Linked DNA regions of Rattus norvegicus: region 2 is linked to region 1. The links are chromatin contacts, called in public Hi-C maps. All regions are on one chromosome and are shown on one strand. Each heading gives the region's core, a stretch centred on a gene start, on an enhancer-like site or on the middle of the called end of the contact. The rest is flanking DNA. Distances are from core to core; before and after follow the strand shown. Region 1 has its middle 170 kb from the start of Rpl30l3. Region 2 has its middle 240 kb from the start of Rpl30l3.

The links. A called contact is a pair of places that touch in the nucleus more often than the background predicts.
Region 2: a Hi-C map of liver shows a contact between it and region 1, with 2.0 times the contacts expected there. The contact joins two enhancer-like sites. A contact is called at or near these places in 2 of 12 Hi-C or Micro-C datasets (both in liver).

What each region holds. Positions count from the first base shown.
Region 1 is chr2:102,805,999-102,813,437 of GRCr8, forward strand. No RefSeq gene overlaps it. Among named protein-coding and RNA genes, the nearest start is that of Rpl30l3, 170 kb to the left of the region's middle. Within about 2 kb of position 4,988, at least 2 of the 93 cell types and tissues checked have an H3K27ac peak or open chromatin away from gene starts, as enhancers often do. A contact at or near this core is called in liver, where this site is marked.
Region 2 is chr2:102,871,007-102,877,705 of GRCr8, forward strand. No RefSeq gene overlaps it. Among named protein-coding and RNA genes, the nearest start is that of Rpl30l3, 240 kb to the left of the region's middle. Within about 2 kb of position 5,290, at least 1 of the 93 cell types and tissues checked has an H3K27ac peak or open chromatin away from gene starts, as enhancers often do. A contact at or near this core is called in liver, where this site is marked.

The DNA.
Region 1 (7,439 bases), core at 3,738-6,237:
CTTTGTTTTGTTGCCAAGACGATTAGTTTCTTGCTTCTTGTAGGGTATAGCTTGCCTCCTTATGTTGGGATTTACCACTTATTATCCTTTGTAGTGCTGGATTTGTAGAAAGATATTGTGTAAATTTGGTTTTGTCATGGAATATCTTGGTTTCTCCATCTATGTTAATTGAGAGTTTTGCTGGATACAGTAACCTGGGCTGGCATTTGTGTTCTCTTAGGGTCTGTATGACATCAGTCCAGGATCTTCTGGCCTTCATAGTTTCTGGCGAGAAGTCTGGTGTGATTCTGATAGGTCTGCCTTTATATGTTACTTGACCTTTTTCTCTTACTGCTTTTAATATTCTTTCTTTATTTTGTGCGTTTGGTGTTTTGACTATTATGTGACGGGAGGTGTTTCTTTTCTGGTCCAATCTATTTGGAGTTCTGTAGGCTTCTTGTATGCCTATGGGTATCTCTTTTTTTAGGTTAGGGAAGTTTTCTTGTATGATTTTGTTGAAGATATTTACTGGTCCTTTGAGTTGGGAGTCTTCACTCTCTTCTATACCTATTATCCTTAGGTTTGATCTTCTCATTGAGTCCTGGATTTCCTGTATGTTTTGGATCAGTAGCTATTTCCGCTTTACATTATCTTTGACAGTTGAGTCAATGATTTCTATGGAATCTTCTGCTCCTGAGATTCTCTCTTCCATCTCTTGTATTCTGTTGGTGATGCTTGTATCTACGGCTCCTTGGCTCTTCCTTTGGTTTTCTATATCCAGGGTTGTTTCCATGTGTTCTTTCTTGATTGCTTCTATTTCCATTTTTAATTCCTTCAAGTGTTTGATTGTGTTTTCCTGGAATTCTTTCAGGGATTTTTGTGATTCCTCTCTGTAGGCTTCTACTTGTTCTCTAAGGGAGTTCTTCACGTCTTTCTTGAAGTCCTCCAGCATCATGATCAAATAGGATTTTGAAACTAGATCTTGCTTTTCTGGTGTGTTTGGACATTCCATGTTTGTTTTGGTGGGAGAATTGGGCTCCGATGATGCCATGTAGTCTTGGTTTCTGTTGCTTGGGTTCCTGCGCTTGCCTCTCGCCATCAGATTATCTCTAGTGTTACTTTGTTCTGCTATTTCTGACAGTGGCTAGACTGTCCTATAAGCCTGTGTGTCAGGAGTGCTGTAGACCTGTTTTCCTCTCTTTCAGTCAGTTATGTGGACAGAGTGTTCTGCTTTCGGGTGTGTAGTTTTTCCTCTCTACGGGTCTTCAGCTGTTCCTGTGGGCCTGTGTCTTGAGTTCACCCCGCGGGGTGCTGCCCAAGGGCTCTCTGCGGCGGCAGCAACCAGGAAGACCTGTGCCGCTCCTTCCGGGAGCTTCAGTGCACCAGGGTTCCAGATGGCCTTTGGTGTTTTCCTCTGGCATCCGAGATGTATGTACAGAGAGCAGTCTCTTCTGGTTTCCCAGGCTTGTCTGCCTCTCTGAAGGTTCAGCTCTCCCTCCCACGGGATTTGGGTGCAGAGAACTGTTTATCCGGTCTGTTTTTCTCAGGTTCCGGCGGTGTCTCAGGCAGGGGTCCTGCCGCTCCTGGGCCCTCCCACACGGGAGCCCAGAGGCCTTATACAGTTTCCTTTGGGCCAGGGATGTGGGCATGGGTGGGCAGTGTTGGTGGTCTCTTCCGCTCTGCAGCCTCAGGAGTGCCCACCTGACCAGGCGGTGAGGTCTCTTTCCCACAGGGTCTGGGAGCAGAGAGCTGCTGCGGGCCGGGATCCGCGGGCGTGGGACCTCAGGCCAAGTATAAAGCATTTTCATCATTGTTTTAGTATTTGTAGCCCCTTCATGACTTTCTTACCTCAGCCTCCCAAAAATTATTATGAATAAGGTTGCTATGAACATAGTGGAGCATGTGTCTTTGTTGTATATTGGAGCAGCAAAAAATGAGAAGTATTGCATCAGAACAGGCCCTTGGCAAAATAGTGCCTCACTACAAAGAAAAAAATCAAGAGAGTTAATCAATCATGGGCAAAAACTATTGTTAAATGAACATTTTCTGTTATAAATCAGTTATCTCAGTAATAATTATCAAAATACGCTGTTATATTTGTAGATTTCCAATCTTGGTGGATTGAATGAGAATGGCTTCTATACACTCATATATTTGAATGGTTGGTCCCCAGTTAGTGGAACTGTTTAGGAAGGATTATATGGTGTGCTTGTATTGGAGGAAGTATATCCCTGGGGTTAGGCTTTAAAGTTACAAAAACCCAGGCCATTTCCAGTTATAGCTCTCTACCATATGGTTATTGTCAAGAATATAAACTCTCTGCTACTGCTCTAGCACCATGCCTGCTGCCGTGCTCCCTGCTATGATGATTATGGGCTCCAACTCTTTAAAACTGTAAGTCTCAAGCAAACTATTTCTTGATAGATACCTTGGTAATGATGTTTCACCACAATTGAAAAGTGACTAAGACACCTATACTGAATATAAAACGGGTGGTACAACAGAGAAACTGACATCTGTGTAGCTCCCCTACAGCAAAGACTAAGTAGCTGATGCTGACAGCAGATAGCATCTGTGCTTTGAATCGTCCTCCCTCAACCAATTCATAACACCATTCCTTCAGGTTAAAGAAATAACACATTTCACTTTCCCTAAACTACCAGTAACATTTCTGGCAAATATTCGATCACAAAAGTACACCAATGTCAAGCATAAATGCTGCAAGGTCATCTGTAGTTTGTGGCACCGTGTAGGGAGGTGACTCCTTGCATATTGTTGTTCATTGCATACAATTTCACTTTAGTTTTAAAGTGTGATGTACAAGTAGAGTTTCTGGATTCTTTCATTGTAAGTACACTTAAATATAGTTAAAATTTTTGCATCAAGGTGTGGTAATACAAATTCCCCCAGCATTCATGAAACTGAGACTGGGGGAATCACCAATGTGAAGTTAGACAACTTCATGACATGCTTAAAATTAAATTATTCCATGCTACATAAGGAGGTCCTGTCCCTAAAACAATAGAAAAGGAAGGGTCTCATTGCATCTCATTGCAGAGGTTGATTCATGGTGGAAAACTCACAAGCAAAAGTAATTTCTGACCCTCAAAATCTTTTACCAATAAAAAATGTGCAAATGACACCAAATGGTGAAATATAAGGAGGACATCTTAGAACAGGGGCTTCTTGCCCAAGGAATGCACCAATGAAAGAAAGGAAAAGAGGAGGAGAAGTAAAAGGAAGTGTTATGTTTCTTAGCTTTTCTTTTTCCTCCAAAATGAAATTTTCAGTGCTTCAAAGAGATGGCAGACTTAATATTTACTACCACTGGATTACCCACAGTCCAAACTATCCTTTATATACTTACATATCATATACATATACAAACACATACACATACACACACATACATATATACACACATACATATACACACACATACACACACACATATATATACATGCTATATATGAAGTTTTCTGTTTTGCAATCCATGTCCATAAGCTATAGTTTCATTTTATTATTTGTGCTTTGCTAAAAATGTTTGACCACATTTTACAGACATGTTTTGGTTATTCTATCTGCATTTGGAGTTTGATTAATGAATACCTACTAATGACATTAAATCTTAAATATGAGAAAACTGAGAATATGAAAGAGTTCAAGAAAGACATAATAATGCAGAGAAAGCACAAGAAAGAGCTAAAAATGATGCTAACAGGTGCAGATGGATGTGTTGATTTGGGGATTTATCCAGGGTATTTATCTGTGAAGACAGGGTCTTTAAAAATCCTTTATAATTCTAACTGTTTTGCTCCACGATTTCTTAATATACTTCTTAGATTGAGTATTTATCTACATGACACCAAGCATACAGATGAAAAGCAAAACATTCAGTCAATCATTCGGCTGTTTGTTAATATATATTTGGCATCAGTTATAAGAGAGTAATTAAAAATCATTAACTGGAATTTCCATTTTTATTTATACATTTGGCAATACTGAAGTATCGTCATCATTGCAAGAAAAGCTTGGTCTTAGTAATTGCTTTTCTTTTACTTGATATTTTTGATTTTATAAGCAAAAGCATTTTGTTCTGATGTGTTTATTCTTCTTGATTGTTAAATTACAAGCTTCATTTACCTTTGATGATTGAGCTCTGATCTCAATTTTTCCATCAACATTTTAATTTTTCTTTGTCTCATTTCAGTTTTCCTAGATAGAAAACTTTGTAATATATTTTTTCTGTATGGCTATTTCTTCCCCATTCACTTTTTGTTGTACAAAATGTGTTTAAATTATTCAACATAAAGTGACCAAAAATTGCATTTCAATCATGGTTAAAAGATGTTAGAAAAACAGAAAAAAATAAGTCATGCATCTAAGATAAATGTGAAGATAACATACCAAGTTCCTAAGAGGAGAAAGTAAAAACAAAGCCTGGAGTGAGGTGAGGGATTAGTTGGTACTGCCTAAAGAAAAAAACACAAGCAAAGCATATCAGTCTGTCCTAGATACATACGGGGTCCTCAGTCTGTTGCTTTTTGGCCACACCACAACTAAGAACTCTAGCAGCCTCATCAGTAAACATGCTTTCTTTACCACAGAAGACTGCTATCTCTCCAGCCTTCTCTACTCAAGCATGCCTCCTGCCTATGTCAGAGAGAAGTTACCTAGACACTTATTTTCCTAAGGAATTCCTTGCAAACATTCATGACACCCAAGTATTGATATTTGTTTTCTGGTGATTTAATTCAACACAAGAACAATATTGAAAGAAGTGCCTATCTATCATATACCAAACATCCCCTTTACGGCAAATGAGCTGATCCTTTTCCTACTATTCAGTTTTGACAATGAGCTTATGAGAAACTGCCACTGCTTCATAGGAGGAAAAAAGATAAGGTTTTAAAAGATTCAGCGATGGAACCATGATCACTAGCTAGAACCCAGTAAATCGCAAAGCTGATACGCAATGCCTAAGTGTCTGCAAAGAAATTTTCCATGTGACAGAACCTTCTGGTTACACAAGGACTCTGCTCCAGAGTTTAAAGGCTATGTCATGTCTGTGTTTCACAATATTATCTGAAGAACCTTGTGGAAGTCAAACAAATATGTTGACTCCAAAGCCATTGATTTTCCCCATGTTATGAAAGATCTCTCTTCACTAAGAGGGACCCTCTTTTTTTTTTTTTTTTATTAACTTGAGTATTTCTTATATACATTTCGAGTGTTATTCCCTTTCCCGGTTTCCGGGCAAACATCCCCCTAATCCGTCTCCCTCCCCTTCTTTATGGTTGTTCCCCTCCCCATCCTCCCCCCATTGCCACCCTCCCCCCAACAATCTAGTTCACTGGGGGTTCAGTCTTAGCAGGACCCAGGGCTTCCCCTTCCACTGGTGCTCTTACTAGGATATTCATTGCTACCTATGAGGTCAGAGTCCAGGGTCAGTCCATGTATAGTCTTTAGGTAGTGGCTTAGTCCCTGGAAACTCTGGTTGCTTGGCATTGTTGTACATATGGGGTCTCAAGCCCCTTCAAGCTCTTCCAGTTCTTTCTCTGATTCCTTCAACGGGGGTCCTATTCTCAGTTCCGTGGTTTGCTGCTGGCATTCGCCCCTGTGTTTGCTGTATTCTGGCTGTGTCTCTCAGGAGCGATCTACATCCGGCTCCTGTCGGTCTGCACTTCTTTGCTTCATCCATCTTGTCTAATTGGGTGGCTGTATATGTATGGGCCACATGTGGGGCAGGCTCTGAATTGGTGTTCCTTCTGTGTCTGTTTTAATCTTTGCCTCTCTATTCCCTGTCAAGGGTATTCTTGTTCCCCTTTTAAAGAAGGAGTGAAGCATTCACATTTTGATCATCCGTCTTGAGTTTCATTTGTTCTAGGCATCTAGGGTAATTCAAGCATTTGGGCTAATAGCCACTTATCAATGAGTGCATACCATGTGTGTTTTTCTGTGATTGGGTTACTTCACTCAGGATGATATTTTCCAGTTCCAACCATTTGCCTACGAATTTCATAAAGTCATTGTTTTTGATAGCTGAGTAATATTACATTGTGTAGATGTACCACATTTTCTGTATCCATTCCTCTGTTGAAGGGCATCTGGGTTCTTTCCAGCTTCTGGATATTATAAATAAGGCTGCGATGAACATAGTGGAGCATGTGTCTTTTTTATATGTTGGGTCATCTTTTGGGTATATGCCCAAGAGAGGTATAGCTGGATCCTCAGGCAGTTCAATGGAGGGACCCTCTTTTTATTAAGAGGTGTTTCCCCGGGTAGGTAATTAAAAATCTATAGTATAGTCATCACTCCTTTTTTTGAATGTTTTACAATAAGTGATGGTAGCTGCTACATGTGAAGCCCTCTTCAGCACAACATTCTAGGGAAGAAATGGATTTTGAAGACTAATTTTGTTTCTGAGGCTCTGCTTTCATAAAATGACATAATACCATATCTTTGGAGTTATTTGACTTAAAAATTAGATATGTCCTGATTTTCTGGCACCAGCAAGCTTTTCTGGGAGGTTGGGATGTTGCTTAGTGATATGGTGGTATCTACTGTAATAAGCTAACAGATCCCTGGGCAGATCATTACCCAGAGGTGCCTTACAAAGGAGTTCAAGGGAAAAACAGGAGAATGGCTCCATGGCCTTCATAGTGCTAGAAATAACAAGCCATTTTTTGTACATATTTGCAAAGTTTTGAATCATTATGATCATGTATTTCCCCCAGTTGCCACCACAAATGTAATTCTTTTGGAGAACAAAACCCTTAAGGCTACCAAATTTGTAAGTAACCATTAAAGAACTTATTTCTTTTAAGTAAGAGTAATTTAGTCGACTTTAAGGTTTTCATTTTTACTTGAACTCAGAAAAACAATCTCTGGAGTGAATATATATCAATGGCTTTGGAGTCAACATATTTGTTCAACTTCCACAAGGTTCATCACATATATTGTGAAACACAGACCTGCATAGCCTTTAAGATCAGGAGCAGAGTCCTTGTGTGAATATATATATTCTTTTGACATTGTTAAACTGTTTATCTTGGGTTTACACCTTCAGTCAGTTATATTAACCTTGTTCTCTTTTAACACCTAATACACTCCAATAATCTTTGCATTTCCAGAACCAAAAAGGTATTGACAATCATGAGCTCTATAAACCACCACTGAATTATATTATATGCCTACAGTATAGCTAGTTCTACCATAAAAATTATACAAGAGACTAAAATGTCCACTTTCAAGTCTCACATTACATCATTTACCTTGATTTTGAACATTTCATCAGAAAAGATTTCAGAACACTCTTTAGTGTCCAAATGAAGATTGATTCTGGCAAAGACTGGACAAATGGTTAATCTGTGGTCGATTGGATAAATGACTAAATGATTGATCCTAGAGTAGAATTATTGACCCTACTTCAGAGGTCTAAAAATTCCTGTTGATTGAAC
Region 2 (6,699 bases), core at 4,040-6,539, 65 kb after region 1:
CAAGGAACACCCACCCACAAAAGGCTCCTAATTGTATATATGGCATAGTATTACAGCGATATCCAAGCAAAGATTTATGTGATGTAGTTGCCAGATTTGGTAAACTGAAGAATAATACAATAAGTTCAATTTCAATTAAAATAAACAATGAATAAAGTTTTACTATTATGAAAACTGTGCAATATATAAAAGAAAATACTTATTTTTAAAAGACATTAATTATGGAATTTTGAATTTAATCACGATTATCAACCTGAACCTAGAAAAATAAATTTCATATCAACTTAAAAAAAATCTACTGCAGGGCTATGCATATGGTTTACATGCCCACAGGACTTGGGGACATTTTATTATGAGTCCATGGGAGAGAGAGGAAGGAGAGTCACTAATTCAATGCCAGCCTGGATGACATAGTGAGATTCTATCTCTTTTTAAAAAGAAAGAAAATTCTAACAAATTGATATGTCAAGCTAATACAAGCATACTGCAACTCTATGTCAGAAATAAGACATTTGAAGATAACCTTGAGCTCTCAATATACCGTCCTCAATAAATCCATGCTACTCTGGTCTTAGATGTTGCCAGAGAGATCTAGAGAAGATCTGTTCCTTGCAAATTACATATACAGAAGTATTTTGCATTGTGTAGAGAAGTCTATTAGTAAAAGAAGTGTATGTGAATGTGTATTGTTTGTGTATGGTATGTATTTATGTATTTATCTAACACTGGGTAGCCCAGCTTTTAAGATTGCACGATAGAGAAACATGAATGCATGATAGAAATCTTCTTATCAATGTTGATGGAATCTGACACTACCAATCTATTGAAGTTACAAGAGTGGGATGGATGCAGGTTCTGGGTTGCTTGACCCACTTCATTGGAAACTGTGTAACTTCTCATTGCTGATACTTCAGATCAAGGTTCAGTGTACCACTAATAACCAAAAGGTAAGGCTAACAGCAATTCAGTGCCTGCAGAACTGACAGGAAGCTACTCAAGCTTCCTACTTCCCTTTTTTCATTTATGATACTGTGTCCCAATGTTCATCTAAGCTTCTTACTTGCCAGGAGAGTATAAGAAGGACAAAGATGACTGAGTCTCATTTGCATTGTGTAGAGAACTAGGGATGCAAGGGCTGATAGTGATGACATTACTACTTATGAATGAACAGCCCTGAGTATCCAGAAGTGGCTGAAAGCATCTACCTCTGTGTGCTGTGTTTGGGATTTGTGAGCTTCCTGTCAGAAGTGTTCATAATTAATGAGAGGAAAGAACAACAGATAGAGGGCACTGCATTAGTAAAGCAGGAAAGTCTTTGCTTTTTAGAGATGGAGACTTCAAAAGGACTCTCATTGTTTCAACTGACTTTGGTGTCAAGCCAATCCAGAGGCACTGAATGCACACACACTTGGCTCCACGTTATCTCTGTGGCCCCCAGTGCCCCAGTGATACCAACACCACTGCACAAGTCCATTCCAGACCAGAGAACACCAGCAGTGCTTTTCTTTCTCCTTTTTGCTATTTTTAGATAATTTTGAAAAACAACCTATTCCCCTCATTTATTATTCTTGATGAATAGTAAATTATTCTAATAGCTTTGACTGTTCTATTCATTCATTATTTGAGGATGATTAGAAGTGAATAGCTATTATGAAGCCTCACCAGTTCCAAAAATTAAACCTCAGAATGTTGTGTTTCCTTTTGGCTCTGAGTAATTATCTCTGTTGCTTCCTCTAATTCACACTCACACACACACACACACACACACACACACACACACACACACTGTTGTTTTTGCTAGTGGTAGTCTATTTTGACTTGACTCAGGATGCCCCATTCAAAAGTTATTCTGGGAAGTGATGGACGAGCATCCAAAATGCCATCTCCCCATACATACCAGAATTGTATTTAGGTTCACAACCAAGTTATTTAAGCACATGGAATATTGCATAAGGTATGGCTTGCAGATGGCAACAAAAGTAATAGCGGGACAATACACAATGCTATTTATAAAATAATCTGTGAGGTTCTTACCTGAGGACAAAGTAACAATTCAGGGTGAAAGACATACTATTTTTTAGTATTCAGGTAATAAAATTTGGTTTTAAAATCCTTAATCTGAACATTTGAGGCCTTACTATACTTTCTCTGTTTTTCATTCTACCTCTTTGTGTGTAGCTGGCAATTGATCCTCGGACACCATACATACTAGGCAAGCCTTGCACTGCTAAGTTGCTTGTAGGTCTGTTTTAAAATATATTTTATGTAAAGGTCTAGTTAAGTTCCCTCAGACTGGCCTTGAACTTGTGATGCTCCTGCTTAAACCTCCTGAGTAGCTGAGATTACTGTCTAGTACTAGTAGGCCCACTCCTCTTCAGTCACATGCCTAATAGTATACTCCAAAATTAAACCGAAGCAGGTATTTTTCTCCAAATACTATGTCAGCTTTTCTGATATTTTATACTTTGTTTCCTCTGGCCTGGAATAGATTTTCAGGATCTCCATACTATCTCCTATCTCTTTTGATCGAGTTTAATTTTTCTGTGAGGACATTTAAATCTCTTCTTTAATCCCCTGACCTCAAAACTGAATTCCATCCTATGATTGTGCATTGTTCCTCAAAGAATACCATCCACAATTTTCAACTGTCCTGTGTGACTTGGCTTTACTTAGGTAAAGGAATATTATATTGATATAAATATATACAACTAGGTACAAAAGAAGCTATGGTAATGAAATCAGATGATATAGTTGCTCCAAAGGTCTTCTAATTTACAAAAGCAATAAGATATTAACAAAATATGAAGAAATAAACTTTTGTTAAACTTAAACACTAGTCAAAAGCTTATAACAATGCAGAAATTACTCAATTCAAGAAAAAGTCCTATTTGTTGATGAGAATAATGAGTTAAGATTCATGATACCTTAACTCATCCTAAACCCACTCTCAAAGCCCTTGCCTTAATGGTAGACTTGAAATTTTCAGTAATCTTGCATGATTGGGGAAAGCAGAAGGCTGTGTTAGCTAAGAATCATTATCATTTGTTTTAACCAGGGTGGCTCAGAGCTCCACCACAGAACTCCAGGCATTCCACAGAAACAATGAGTAGTGTCTAAGGAGGGTTAGAAGCTAAGGTGAGTGTATTGTTGAAAATATTTACATGTGAATGTTTCAGTTGTAGCTGCCAAAAGCAGCAACTTAACATGTGGAACACACACACACAGACACACACACACACACACGCACACACACACACACACACACACTAGACATAGGAAGGAAAGGGCGAAGAGCAAGATGGTTTTGTACAAAATTTGAGAGGCTTTGTTATATTCTTGGAATTCAAGAAGAACAAACAATGTCCAAGGCTGTGTGTGTGGTCAGAAGGGACTGATTCAGCTTGATTTTCATGCAGGAAGACAGTAAGCGCTAAAGAAGGGCTGTAATTTATGAGGAATCAAAGGTGCACCCCAGTAAAAACAGAAGAGCCTGGAAAGGGAGGCTTTTTTACTTTTCTGAACTTTGAAGGAAATCTGTTTAATTACTAGCTGACCACCGAGAAAACTGAACAATGAATTCAGTGACTATACATGATCAAGAATAGAATTTTACAAACAGCAATAAAAGAAAGAAGAGTGGATCTTATAGAGATGAAAGTACATGAATATAGCATAAACAAACAAATAAGCAAATAAGCTATGCAAAATTTTAAGTGAATAATAAAACCAAAGATTGGTTTTTTGAAAACATTGGATAAATTGAGAAATCTTTAGTTAAACTATAGAATAAAAGAAAGCTATTTCAAATGATTACAACCAGGAATAAAAGTAGGATCCCTCTTCTGAACTTCTAGAAAAAATTTATTCCTAGAAAATGGAATAAATAGTTTAAACAAAAGAGGTAAATCAATAATATGGAATATTATTTTTATTTTAAAAATAAAAATGCCAAGTATTGCAACTATTTCAAGAAGCAATAAAGACATATAATGAAAACAAACAAAGAAGTCCAATGAGGAGGACCAGGACTCTAGCCCTACAACATCTAACAGGTAAACTTACCAAATCTTTAAATAAAGAAAGAGGGATCTCCAAGACTACTTAAAATCTACAAAAAAGTAAAACGGTGGGACAAACTTTATAAACTATATCCTTTATATCAAAGCTGGATAATGGCAATATCAAAATAAGTAAGAAAAATATGCCTTATAGACTTAAAAACTCTCAACCTAAGAGGAAAAAGTCCAACCGAGTAACGTATTTAAAAAAAGTTAAACATCAACTGGGATTTGTCGTAGAAATACTTGATTTATTTTATATGTGTATGCACTTGTACATGTATATATAATATATGAAGACACATAAACATTTTTGTCATTTTTAGTAGCCAAAACAATACTGGAGAAAGAAAATTTAAGAAATATGACTGCTTAAAACCTGTCAGATAATGTAAAATTCATACCTATAAAAGCAAAGTCAAACCATTATATTGTATGCCGTTATTGCATATATTTTTCATAAATTTATAATTTTTGTACTAAATGTCTAGTACACAACTATTCCCCCTATATTTTAAGTTGCATGCTCTTTGATAGATTTTTTCTATATAAAAAAATTTTTGTACATTATTTACTACTGCAAGAACAGAAATAATTCAATCTTTCTAGTCTGATAGACTCTAATTGTTTTATTATTTTTATTTGGAATGAATCAAACAAGTTACTGTACATATGACAGACTGCTTGGAGTAGTCATCCCTTTCTCCCTTTTTGTTCTTGCTCTACAGAGAATATCCTATGATAAATTTTATTTGAAATGATTCTCACCAGAAAGGAAGAATGTCTGGCATGTTTCAACATCATTCACTACACTGAAATTTTGGGCATATGACCATAATCAAGAAAAGCAGCTCTGTTTGGCCAGGAGACCAGACAGAACCAAATACTCAGGCATTCTAGAGCTGATATGAATTCAACCAACTGTGGATAGAAAATATTCACACCCTACATGGAATAAATGAGTATATTTTTTCATTATTCCCTAAACAATGCTACTGTTTACATAGTATTTAAATTGCATTGGGTGTCTAAGTGAGAGGACTCGTTAGCCAGAGCCAGGTTGACTCCATGACAGATTGTAAACTGGCAGTTTCGGATACTAGACCTAGGTTTCTGTTTCCCAGAACTAGAAAAGTCCAAAAGAAGTCAATTTCAGCGGGGGAAAACCCAACCCTATGAGAAGCCAATCAGGAGCTGCCAGGAGCTTCCACCCCACCTGGCCTGAGACAGTAATAGTTAATCAGCAACAGTTCTGAAAAGACTGAACTCCCCAGAACCTTGACCAATCCTGAAGGTACCCTGAAGATAAAGCCAATCAATCCAGGGAAAGAAAGGTAAAAGTCACCTGCTTCTTCCCTATTAGACTTTAAATTGTGCCTGCAAAACTTACATCTGTCCTCCATCCTAATGTACGGTGGGACCCTGCATGCTATATCTCTGAACAATAAATCCTCTTTGCTTTGCTTACTATGTGAGTCAGGGGTATTATTCTTCAGTGAATCACAGACCCTTACAGAAGCACTATAAATATGACTGAAATGAAACATGAGGCTGTGTACAAGTTCTATGTAGATACAATGTTGTATGAAGGATTTAAGTAGTCTCTACTTTGGTATTTGTGGAGGATTATGGAGTTCATACTCCATATATACTGAGAAGAAGTTGTGTGGGATACTGATGTCTCTGGTATCTAGAGGGTTTCTCAAGGTTTATTCAACATCATAACTTCTTACATTTTTCCTGTTCTGGAGTCACATTTTTCTTTCAATAACTGTTCAGTCACAGCAGTGCCATGCTTGCTCCATACACTGCCTGTATAAATCCAGTACTGTCATTTACTGTGGATGTCCAACCAAGCTGTTTTAACTTATCCAGGTTTTATTTCCTGACCTATAAAGTCTTGTTATATCCACATCACAGCATTATGTAGAGTACATGGAATGAATTACGTTAACCACCAAGTGTGTTGCTTTTTCACAATGAGTGTTCAGTATGATATTATTGGAGGTATCCTTTTAGTTAGGATTTTATTTTTTACAGCCTCCGGGTGATTTATTCAGAGACTGACAGTGAACTCTGCGCGAATGGAATCTATCAAAAGATTCCTCTATGTGACCATGAGCTCTGTCTTGGTGTCTTAAGGCTTTGAATACCTAAGGAAAAAATTCACAAATCAATGAAACCCAAGAAGAAGGAAGACCAAAATGTGGATGCTTTATTCCTTCTTAGAAGGGAGAACAAAATACTCACCAGAGGAAATACAGGGATAAAGAGTGGAGGGGTTGGGGATTTAGCTCAGTGGTAGAGCGCTTACCTAGCAAGTGCAAGGCCCTGGATTCAGTCCTCAGCTCCGGAAAAATAAAAAAGGGTGGATCAGGGACTGAAGGAAAGGTCATCCAGAGACTGCTGCACATGGGGATCCATCTCATATGCAGCCCCCAAACCCAGTCACTATTGCTGATGCCAAGAAGTGCTTGCTAACATGAGCCAGATATGGGTGCCTCCTGAGAGACTCTGCCAGAGCCCTACTGATACAGATGAGTATGGTTGCAGCTAACCATTGGACTAAACAAGGGGACCCCAATGGAAGAGCTAGAGAAAAAACTGAAGGGGCCAAAGGGGTTTGCAACACCATAGGAAG